3 separate regions of the Zea mays genome follow, and all the other regions are linked to region 3. The links are chromatin contacts, called in public Hi-C maps. All regions are on one chromosome and are shown on one strand. Each heading gives the region's core, a stretch centred on a gene start, on an enhancer-like site or on the middle of the called end of the contact. The rest is flanking DNA. Distances are from core to core; before and after follow the strand shown.

What was found. Hi-C and Micro-C count contacts between places; a contact is called where the count stands out from the background.
Region 1: a contact with region 3 is called in a Hi-C map of leaf, with 4 times the contacts expected there. The contact joins the enhancer-like site here to the promoter of LOC100193682 in region 3. A contact is called at or near these places in 4 of 25 Hi-C or Micro-C datasets (bundle sheath, ear, leaf and 1 more).
Region 2: a Hi-C map of tassel shows a contact between it and region 3, with 4 times the contacts expected there. The contact joins the promoter of LOC103648830 here to the promoter of LOC100193682 in region 3. A contact is called at or near these places in 11 of 25 Hi-C or Micro-C datasets (bundle sheath, ear, endosperm and 3 more) and 1 of 3 datasets of contacts at active chromatin or transcription factors (leaf).

The regions. Positions count from the first base shown.
Region 1 is chr2:107,325,257-107,328,958 of Zm-B73-REFERENCE-NAM-5.0, reverse strand. No RefSeq gene overlaps it. Among protein-coding and RNA genes, the nearest start is that of LOC111591043, 32 kb to the right of the region's middle. Within about 2 kb of position 1,793, at least 14 of the 20 cell types and tissues checked have an H3K27ac peak or open chromatin away from gene starts, as enhancers often do. A contact at or near this core is called in bundle sheath, ear and leaf, where this site is marked.
Region 2 is chr2:107,212,065-107,215,679 of Zm-B73-REFERENCE-NAM-5.0, reverse strand. It overlaps LOC103648830, which reads left to right and starts at 1,978. Exons shown (of 1, transcript XM_020548376.3): 1 at 1,978-3,615. The coding sequence starts at 2,464.
Region 3 is chr2:107,073,527-107,077,157 of Zm-B73-REFERENCE-NAM-5.0, reverse strand. It overlaps LOC100193682, which reads right to left and starts at 2,258. Exons shown (of 3, transcript NM_001358862.1): 1 at 1,892-2,258; 2 at 1-1,493. The coding sequence starts at 1,391.

The DNA of each region.
Region 1 (3,702 bases), core at 544-3,043, 250 kb before region 3:
ATGAACCTGCAACCATTAACTTAGCAAACTAGTTATTCAATAATGTTGTGGTGGTCATCAAATACCCGAACCACTATAGAAATGGCCTAATCCCATTTCTCTTTCAGGGATAGTTCCTTCAATGCTAATGCATGCAAATTATACTCCCTATCATACCAAGAAATCCCCTTTCCCCTAGCTAAATGCATGAGGTCATCGTTAGTGTGACGACGCGTGTACTCAGCTCTAATACATGCAATAACACCTCTACTGAATAGTTCAAGACACTCTAAGACAGAATTTTCCCCCATTTTGATGTACTCATCAATGGAGTCATCAATGCTACCATACGCAAGCATGTGTATAACAGTTGCGCACTTCTTGTGGGGAGAAAACCACTATAGTGACTGCATCGGTTCCAAGAGTGAAGTAGGGGGTGCTCATCCATCCTCTCCAAGATGTGAAAGAAGAGGCTTCCATGTATGTGGTACCTTTGATGAAAGTAGAGTGGTGGGTAGATGCACTGGGTCATTGAAGTAGTCTTACATCAACCGGTCGTGGGCGGCTTCACGGTCACGGTCGATGTATCTCCGATGTTGCCTCGACCGCCTGCTTGATATGGAAGATTCGGAGGCAAGCTTTATCGCCACTGGATTATATTTTGCAGCAGCAACTTGAATAACTCTTCTTTGGTCATCAGAATGTTGGAGTTAAATAAAGACATCACAACAACGTTGATTCGAATCAAACGAGTGTGAAGGATTATGAGTAGGGGTGTAATGGATCGCGATACAAATGCTTCTTCACAAAATGGAAGGGCCTTAAATACATTTTAGTTCAAAAATAAATAGAAATATGATTCGATCCTAATCTGATCTGATACTTAAATCTTATAGTGTGAAATTTAGAGTCTATTGTCACCCCTAATTATGAGGCGGTGATAGAGAAATCTGAAGTGTAGAATGTGTGAAAGTTCAAACACTCCTCTATTTATAGACCAGGTTTCAGCTTTTTATTTTTAAAATATTTAGAAATTTAAAATAGATTCAATCCATGTCACGTGACAAGAGGCAACCGTTACCGCCCATGACAACAACAACTGAGTCGGTGTCGTGTCGTACGTTGGAGCCACGATGATCGCACGCGCTTGCTGACTGTCGCTGGAACCGCGGCAAACGATACCAAGGCCACGTTTGGATGAAATATAGATATTGAAAATCTGGATTTTCTATTATCTAGATTATGCATGATCTCTATCTAGTCTGTTTGGATTGTAGATATTTGGAGCCGCATATTCAACATATATTCTTTTATTGTCCTTAGCTTCTCTGCTGCATACCCTTTTGAAGGTTATTTTTGTCTTTTTAACATCTGTTGCCTGCAGAATCTCCTTTTATCTTACCCAACCGTGAATACAAGATTTTAGACCGGATAATGCACTGTAGCATCTAAAATTTAGCTTGTTTAAATCTCTATGATATATTTTGCGTGGGATTTTCGAAATCCTATCCAATCCAAACGGTCCCCAACTTATCCGTTTGCCACGGCCAGCATTGGCACCAGCCGAACATACATCTCGACTGTACCAAAGTGGAGCAAAACCGCACAACAAATCTGCCGGCAGATATTTATAAATTTTATAATCAAACTTTAGTCGTGCTTGTCTTTCCTTTCGACAAAGTTCAGCTGCGCTTCTTATTTCATGTAGTTTTTTTTCTCTTGCTATTATTTTTTAAAAGCCGCTTTTTAAGGATTGATAACTTGGGGTTGGTTTGAGGCCTAGTGGGCTTGTCCGTTGGAGTTGGGGTTGGGAACCGGTACGGACCAAACTGTGGATGGTTTCGATTGAGGACAAGAGGCAGGTAGTAGTTCTAATCGGGCTGGATTATGAAAAGTCTTTTTGTTGGGTTGGGCTCTTTTCGATCAGGCCAGAATTGGTGGAATCCATGCTGGGTTTCCATTGTTTTGACGAGTGGCTTTCAGTTTGTATAGTTTGTGTTAAGTAACACTAGTTAGGGTTATGTGGGCAAATACCGACTTTGCCCCTGAGGGGTGTCACATCTCTATATAAAGAACTTGTACACCCCTTCATATGTGATAGAGAAGAGAAAGAGGCCAGAGGCCTAACCCTACATCGTGTCTCGTGTGTTTTCTCTGTCGTGCTTATGGCAAGGGAGACATGTACTCTACAGCTTCTTGCGCCTCTACTGCTGACGGGAGGGAAGGGAGCGATCTGGTGATCTGTGGTAACATATTTCTCAACACGTTATCAGCACGCTCTACCTCGACGTTGCTGCGAGATTAGATCTGCATCAACTCTTCGTCAAGCCGGCAGGTCTCTCGGCCTAGCCGAACTATCCTACGTGACAGCCTTCGATTCTCCCTCTACGCACGAGCGGTATGTTTATTGGTTGATCCATTGTTGTGTACGGATTGTGATTCGTGCGCGACAAACTGTCATTGACGTAGTGGTGTTGCGCACGCGCGTTAGGACCGTATTGCACGCCAGCAGCCATGCCCGCATTATAAATGTGCACTAAAATATTGATAAAATGTCATCCGTTTACTGAATCAAGAAACATGGTATGTAATTTTTATATTGGATTTGTGATTTAGTTGACGACTAAGAAAAAAAGGCACCTCCGCGCGCGCCTGCGACGCGCGAGCCGCTCTGTTGGCGGCTCCGTGCATCCTGTACCGCGTCCTGGAGCTTCTCCGCTCAACACACGGCTGGCGCAGCACCTACTCGACGCATCGGCAGCACCGAGGTGAGGTTGAGCCACGCAGCCCTGTACGGCATCGATCCGAAGTCTCTGTAGTGGGAGAAATCTTGCGTGCATGGTCAAAGATAAGGCAAGAAACCAGCCTAGCCTAAATGGATGACGTCTGAACCGTTCAACCGAGAGAGAGTGCAGCATGCGTGCATGCAGGGCTCCTTTTGCCGAGTCAAAAAAATGTGGTGGTGGGGCCCTCATCCCCACGCTGCCACGCATGCAGGCCAGGTCCTCTAACTAGGAACGGTCCATGGGTGCTCCCACGAGCGGGTCATCCGGCTAAAAAGAATGCGGGCCCCATTTCTTTGACCACGCGCGAGGCGTGACGTGTGGCTAAAAAATATGAAACGTATGCTATTAACTCTATTTATTCTACGTTGCAAATAAAAATAGAATAAAAAACTTGTTTTATATTGCAATTTCTTCCTTGATCAATTATTTCTCGCAGTAAATAATTAGTAGAAAAATGCATGTGAAGACTATGTTGAGCATTTTTATACGCTCTAAATATTTATGATGTGTTGAGCTTTTGGATTCACGTCGAGCGATTAAATTGTATAGTGGGTACTCAGACACGTCGATCAGACTACGTTATTAATCGACCGAGTTATGGCATTGGCTGAGCACTGGCTGCGCCCTGGCAACACGATGCAGTATTTGTGTCGTACGAACTTGGTTGCGTCATTTGATTACTATGTCGCACTCTCGCTTAATCGGACCACTCTCGTTGAGTCGGACCGCCATCATCGAGTCACGCATTTTTCGCACGCCCTGTAGGCATTGTTTGTCTCTCGTGATCATAGAGCCACAATTGCGCATGTAGCGCATGTTTCATGGACTTGTCATGTACCCCGACTATTGAGTCACAACTGCGCTTGTTGCACTTATTACGAAGGCTTGATATGCTATTGTAGCTCTGATGGCCGCACACGCGTTGACACCAAATACG
Region 2 (3,615 bases), core at 729-3,228, 140 kb before region 3:
GATGAGTAAGGTCATATCTAGCAGATCCCCTATTTAATTTCTCATTTTAAACTTCACTCTATAAATAGTGCTATCCAACGAAAACAACCTAACACACGAAAAAAGAATAGGGATATGGTGTAGCCATAGCATTTTTTTGGTTTGCTTGGAGTGTTACATCACTTGAGCTGCTGTCATTCGCATAATCATTTTCCAAGAGCAACTTTTCTTTGGGGATCATGTCTCAGCGCTGGGAATGATCCCACACGTTAGCAGTACCCTTTGTTTTTCTTGTTCTCCTTGTACTATTTTTCCGCGGTAGGAGAGGGGAGATGGATAGATAGGAAAATACGATGGATACACTTATAATTGCCCCCTCCATACCTAGTTTATTTTAGGGATTAAAGTGATCAACACAACATGAGAAAACACATATTCCGGCTGTTTAGTTGTTGGACGGTGCCAGCCTGGTCCATACGAGCGTGGCTGCACCGCGCGCACCTGGTCCGTACGAGCGTGGCTGCACCGCGCCTGCACGCGCGCGTACGCGCCGAGCGACTGTTTTTTACAGGCCTGGCTCGCTGTTGTTTCTTGCACCCACTCAGTCTGGTTATGCAGAGAAGTAAAACAAACAAAATATGTTTTCAAGATTTGTGGATGCAGTTTCTGCCCCGTACAACCAACCAAACGGACGGATTGTGATTCAACCAATCAGTCTTCTCTCGCTCATACCTGGACATCGCAATAAAGGAGAAATAATGACGGTAAAAGGAACAATTTAGTCTCTTTTTAGTCACCCCTCGAGTGATTAGAGACTAAAATGGTTTAGTCTCCTTTTAGAACATTCCAAACTCTAAAACTACTAGTTAGTAGCTAAAAATGGCTGAGAGATTTATAACGAGTCAGCTAATAGACAAACTAATTGTTAGCTATACCCCTAAATAGCAATTAGTTGTTAGCTACCTCAACTCAAATAAAACCAGCTAATAGGTCGTTGATGATCAAATTTTCCATGGTCGTTTCTATCTATTAGCTTATTAGAAAAAGAGACGGGTAGTAAGTACATTTAGCTTATTATAATAATCCATTAAATTTAGGTTTAGAGCAACCCTAACTAATAGTTAGTCAACTAATTCAACTAACAATTTATTAGTTGGCTAACAATTAGATATGAAGATTTGGAAATGGACCGGTCCATGTGTTTGATAATTTTGTGACTAAACAAATTAGTATCTAAACCAAACACATCTTTGGAAACACGTAAATGAGATGAGATGATTGGAAACACGCAAATGCGATGAACGTGGATAACCGAATTGTTAGGACAAATTTAACATTTTTTAAGATTTTAAAATAGACATATATGAAATTTGATGTCGATCTTTTTTTATGTTATCGAACGCGTTATTACAAATAAGAATATTTTTTATATAAATTGTTTTATACATTGTTTGCTCCCTACAACAACAATAAGGTGGAAATTATTCGAATTTGTATCGAATTTTATAACTATCATTTGAGAAGATAATGAACATGAGATTTATCTTTTATAAATATATATAAGCTTAATGTTAAAAGTAAAAATATAAATTTGTGTTATAGATCCTGTATCCTATTTATTCACAGTGGGGAAAAAGATAAAATATCTAAATAAGTATCCGTTTTCGTCTCAATCACCACAAAAGTAATGTTGCGGTAGGTTTACTTGCTCCAGAAGTGCTACCCGACTTTTCGAACCCCTCCTCGCAAAGTGAAGCAAATTTCCTTCCACTCTATCCATCCAGAACCCAACACACGGTCTCCAACCCCACTGACAATTTGGTCCCACATAGTCCATGGCCCCAGTAGTCGTGGGTATGGAAATGAAAATGGAATTGAATTGGGAAACGGAAACGGAAAAGGGAACCGGGAAAGTTACCCGGGCCGGGTGCAGATTTGCAGAAGCAGAGGCAACCACTGCACCAGTCCATCTCCATGATGACTCGCTCGCTTCGGCTGCAGAGGCAGGCGAGGCGAGCTCTTCGGCTGCTTGCTTTTGTTGCCTTCCTCCCGCTCCAATTTAATGCCACCACACCAGCCAGGAGTTGGGGCCGCGCATCAATGGCGTCACCTCTCGCATCCAGATCTCACACCTCGTCGTAGCTACTACCTTCGTCTCACTCCTCCTCGTCCCCTTGCTGTCGTTCGTTCGTTCCTTCTACCTCCATCTCCACTTCTCCACCTTGGGGTTCTTGGCGCACCATCCGAGAAATGCTGTTCTCCTTTTTCGGTTTTCCATTCTACAAGTGCCAGCCTTGCCTTGTCTCGGAGTGTTGACATCTCTACGTGCTCTGGCCCGCCATTAATTCCCTCCTCCCTCACACTGCTGCTGCTGCTGACCGAGGGCGCCTAGCCAGTCACGCACGAAATCCCAGCGTTCCAATTCAAACACACCCTTCCTTCTTGGCTACTCCTCTCGACGACGCGACCGGAGCGGAGGGAGTCATGGTGGCGGAGCCGCTGGTGCACAAGGTGCTCTCCATGGCGACGTCGTCGTCCTCCTCCTCCAAGAAGGCGCGGCCGGCGGCGGCGAGCGCCAACAAGGGCGGCGCGGCTGCGGCGGGCGACGGCAGGCTGGGCATCCTGTCCCTGGAGGTGGCCAACGCCATGTCGCGCGCGGCGAACCTGTACCGCTCGCTCTCCGACGCCGAGGCGGCGCGCCTGCTCGGGCCGCTCTGCCTCGGCTCCCGCGCCGTGCGCGCGCTGGTCCCGGGCGACGACGCGCGCCTCCTGGCGCTCGCGCTGGCCGAGAAGCTCGACGCGCTGAACCGCGTCGCGGCCGTGGCCTCGCGCCTCGGCCGCCGTTGCACGGCGCCGCCGCTCGTGGGCTTCGACCACGTCTACGCTGACCTCCTCGCCGGCCGCTCCGGCGCCACCGGCGCGCTCTTCGCCGTGGCCTCCGCGTCCGACGCCGCGTCGCTCGTGCGCAGGCTCGACCGCCTCGCGGCCGCCACCGCGGCTCTCTACGCCGCGCTCGAGGCGCTCACCGAGCTGGAGCAGTCGGCGCGGAAGCTGCCCACCGACGAGGCCCGCCGCGCGCTGGAGCAGCGGGCGCGGTGGCGCCGCCACGACGTGCGCCGCCTCAGGGACGCCTCGCTCTGGAACTGGACCTACGACAAGGCCGTGCTCCTGCTCGCGCGCGCCGCCTGCGCCATCTACGCCCGCATCCGCCTCGTGTTCGGCGACCCCATGCTGGGGCTCGACCTGCTGCTGGCCACGCCGTCCAGCGAGTCGTCGAGGCAATGCGACCAGAGCCGGCGGCTCTCCGGTCCAATAACAGCAAACTCAGGCCCCGTCCGAAGCGATCTCAGTGATTGCGGCAACTCAGGGCCGGTTTCCAGAGTCGATCCGGACATGTCGCGGCCAGTGAATCTTCGGTCAGGCTGTGGAGCGAGCCCGGGGAAGATGCTCATGGAGTGCTTGAGCCTGAGCAGCTCGGCGTCATGGAACGATGGGTTCGAGGACGAGTTCCTGGAAGATTCCAGCCGCATCAGCACGATCAGATCAGGGATGCTGGTGCCATTCAGCAGCGAGCAGGGGCTGTCGACAACGACGACGATGACGACAACGCCACCATCCAAGAGTGGCAGGATTACC
Region 3 (3,631 bases), core at 1,009-3,508:
CCAACAGCTTCTTTAATAAAAGAATGAAGATTGAACGGCCTCCTCACCAAAGACAAGTGCTCACAGTTCATTGTCGATGTTTGCATCACATCATTCATCAGTGTGGACGCAACACTGCTTGTCTTGGCAATGGCATCCATCACAACCCTTTGCTCTGGATTCATGCTCTCCTGTTGCATCATTGAGACAAGACCAAGGATTGAGTGCATTGGCCTTCGCATTCCGTCGTACATTGCAGTCTGGAAGGAATTCCGAGCTTCCCCTGCCCTCATGGCTTCATGCTTTGCCTGCAGCAAGTCCCTATACTGCTCAGCAAGTTTCTCTCGCATCAGCTGAGACTCCTCTAGGAGTGCAGCATGTGACAAAGCGACCGCAACTTGGTCAGCAACTACTTCAACAATCTCCAACTCTCTTCTACCCCACCCCAATGAACCATCATTAGGCAAAACCAGAACCAAGATAGCATAGCTCGTCTGCATCACTTCTGGAGTCCCTCCTTTGAAATTTGACACCCTTAACATCGGCATCCTTATTGCAGCCACAGGCCCCACGTCAAGCTTGCGGGTAGCAACCCCTAGTGCCGAATCTGGCCCAAGAACTTTTGCGTCCTTGGTAGCCTTTATTTCTTGAACATCTGGATCATCAATAGGAATCGAGCAGTTCTGCTGGTCCATTATATCCCTTTCCCTTGGCTGATGAGTTAAGATCATCTCGCTCCTGGTTTCATCGGGCATCCAGACAGCACAATTCTGCAGTTCCAGCGCTTTCGAGAGCTCAACCATGGTGGTGTACAAGATGGTGTGCCTGTCGAGCGACTTGCGGATCTCCTGTGTGAGCATACGCACATGCCAGCTCGCCTCTTCTTTCATTTTCATCATCCCCACCTCCCGGTCCAGCTCACGTGCCTTGTTCACCAGGAAGTTTTCCCTGACCTTCACCCTCAGGAGCTGCGGTATCAGTGTCAGCAGCGTGATGGCTGTGGCGAAGGAGACTAGTGCCGTCATGAACTTGGCGACGGTGAGGGCGAGCACGAGGTGGAAGGAGTGCGGGTCGTAGGTGAACACGGTGATGAGGTGCGTGAGGCCGCAGAGCACGATGAAGGCGCCGAACTGCAGCACGATCCATTTGAGGGGGAAAAGGTCGGAGCAGGTGGCGAAGTAGAGCAGCTCGAGCGGGATGGAGAAGTAGGCCGCGGCGATGAGGAAGTCGCTGACCTTCTGGCATTGCAGGATGTTGTAGGTGCTCGAGAGGGCGCCGTCGTCGGCGTCGTCGCAGCCGCAGTGGCCGAAATCGACGGACGCCGCCGACGGCGAGAGGAGCAGGGAGGAAAGGAGCAGGAGGATCCACACGGAGGAGACGGAGACCCCGCACGGCGCCGTTCCCACCACCATCGGCTCTACCACCAACCAGGCTTCATTCAGACGTGCATTTGCGCATTCCTGCACCGACTGGAGGCGCTCGGCGTCGATTCCACACTGCACGCGCCGACGCTCCTGCATTCATCAGATGTAGTATAAGTACAAATTGAACGCAGTTAACATCACAGCTTTGCAATCAATCAAACCGCGGCACACAAATCAAGATCTGGCGAAAAGCAAATCGATGCCTTTGGGCGGTTGGGCTTGGGCACGTGTTGAAGATTTAATCCTTCCAAAAAATAGCATCGAAATACATGTATCGGTCAAAACCGAATCCATCAGTCCACCATGGATCTTGTTATACACGTACTCCAGAAGGTAAAAATATGGGCCAGAGTAGGTAGGAGATTTAGAACAGCCCAAATCCGATAAACCCCCGAGCTCGAAGCATTCCACAGTCCGGTAAAAAAAAATCCAAACATATTTGTTGAACTGAAGGAAAAAAGCATGGAGGAGTAACTAACGCTGCCCACCTTCGGCGTTCGGCCATCTTTCCTGCAGGCTGCAGCAGCAATCTTCCAGAGGAGGAGAGGAGGTAGTAAGGTCGCCAAGAAACACGGTGGAGGCACCGGTACTAGCACCAGCACCGTCTCCACGTGGGCCGGTCACGGATCGAGCCAGGAAACCTCGGCACCGGCGGGAGACCGGAGCTCGGCGGATCCATAGTCACGAGGCCGCCGAGAAGAAAAAAAAAGGTCTGTTTTTCCTTCCCTTCCCTCACCGCTGGGCGCTTGAGCTGGGCGGAGAGAGCGACGTCGGAAGGCGGGGAGCGCGCGGCCTTCGTGGTGGGGGTGGCTGGGGGTGAGGGCGCTACGCGACGACCGGACCAGCGGAGCTGAGTAGGAAGAGTAGGCGATGCTTCGGCAGTTCAGCGGGTCGAGCAGGGGGGTTGGGTTGTCTCTCCGGCGGGGTTCACTAAACCGGTTGAGGGTTTGTTCGGTTCTATCCTAATTTATATGGATTGAGAAAGATTTAGTGAATTTTAATCTTAGTAAGTTAAAATTTCTTTCAATTTGAATCAATTACTTCCAATCTATATAGATTGAAAATAACCGAACAAGATCTGAGGGGTGAAATTGTGAAAACATGTGCCCATCGATACCGGTGAAAATAGGTAGGAATTGGTCAAAAAATTTTAATTCAAAACCCATAAATCGATAAGACTGATTAATCGGTTTTTGGCCTGATAAATCGACAGCATAGAAATAAAGACCGAGCTATATGTATTTTGTAAATAAAGCATATTAAGGCTCCATAATTTAAACAAAAGATGACCCTAAACAATATCACAATTTTAATAATAATATTTAGCAGTTTCATAGTTCACAAACAATGACGAAGATAAAAATACACCATTCATAGTTCACAGTTGTTGCTCCGTCAAAGATCATTCACACATGGTGCATTCCACTGATATTGTGCTTGTGCCATATTATACTCCTCCGTTGATAGCAACATAATACCTTGCTCATGTATCAATTGTGCATTGTACCCTGTCCAAGTCTGATCGGTCCACGAAGAAGTCGTAATCCATGACTCCACCAACATTTGGTAGTACTTAATGTCCTCCCATTCGTACACCCACCTCATTGGTTACTGTGTCACCTCACCAACCGGATAATTGGCATAGGAAAGTAGGGGTGAAGACGAACCTTGTCTTTTATTGCTAGAATCGGGGTCTGATATGCTTGTTGTAGGCCTTGGAGTCTGATCCCTATGTGTCCTACACTGGCAGGTGCGCCGTGATCATGGTCTTATGTAGTGTATTCGTATTGGGACTCCCTACATAGTTATGAAAACATGGTTAGATATCAATCACTAATTTATTAAGAACTAAATGTAATGATACATATGAAATGTATCGAAGCCATCTAAGACCCACTTGGCCACTTTAACACCATAAATTTAGGTGTATAAAATTTCTTCTCTAGTATCTACCAAATTTAGGTGTTACCTCTCTTCTTCTCTCTATAGTTTCCTTTTTCTCTCCCTTTTAGTAGAGGTTTGGTTATTTTATTTGGAGATGTATTTGAAAGGGAAATAGGCTTACACCTTTTCCTAATTGATTTTGGTGGTTGAATTGCCCAACACAAATAATTGGACTAACTAGTTTGCTCTAGATTGTAAGTCTTACAGGTGCCAAAGGTTCACAACAAACCAATAAAAAGACCAAGAAAGGGTTCAAATAAATAGAGCAAAAGATAATCCAAAGG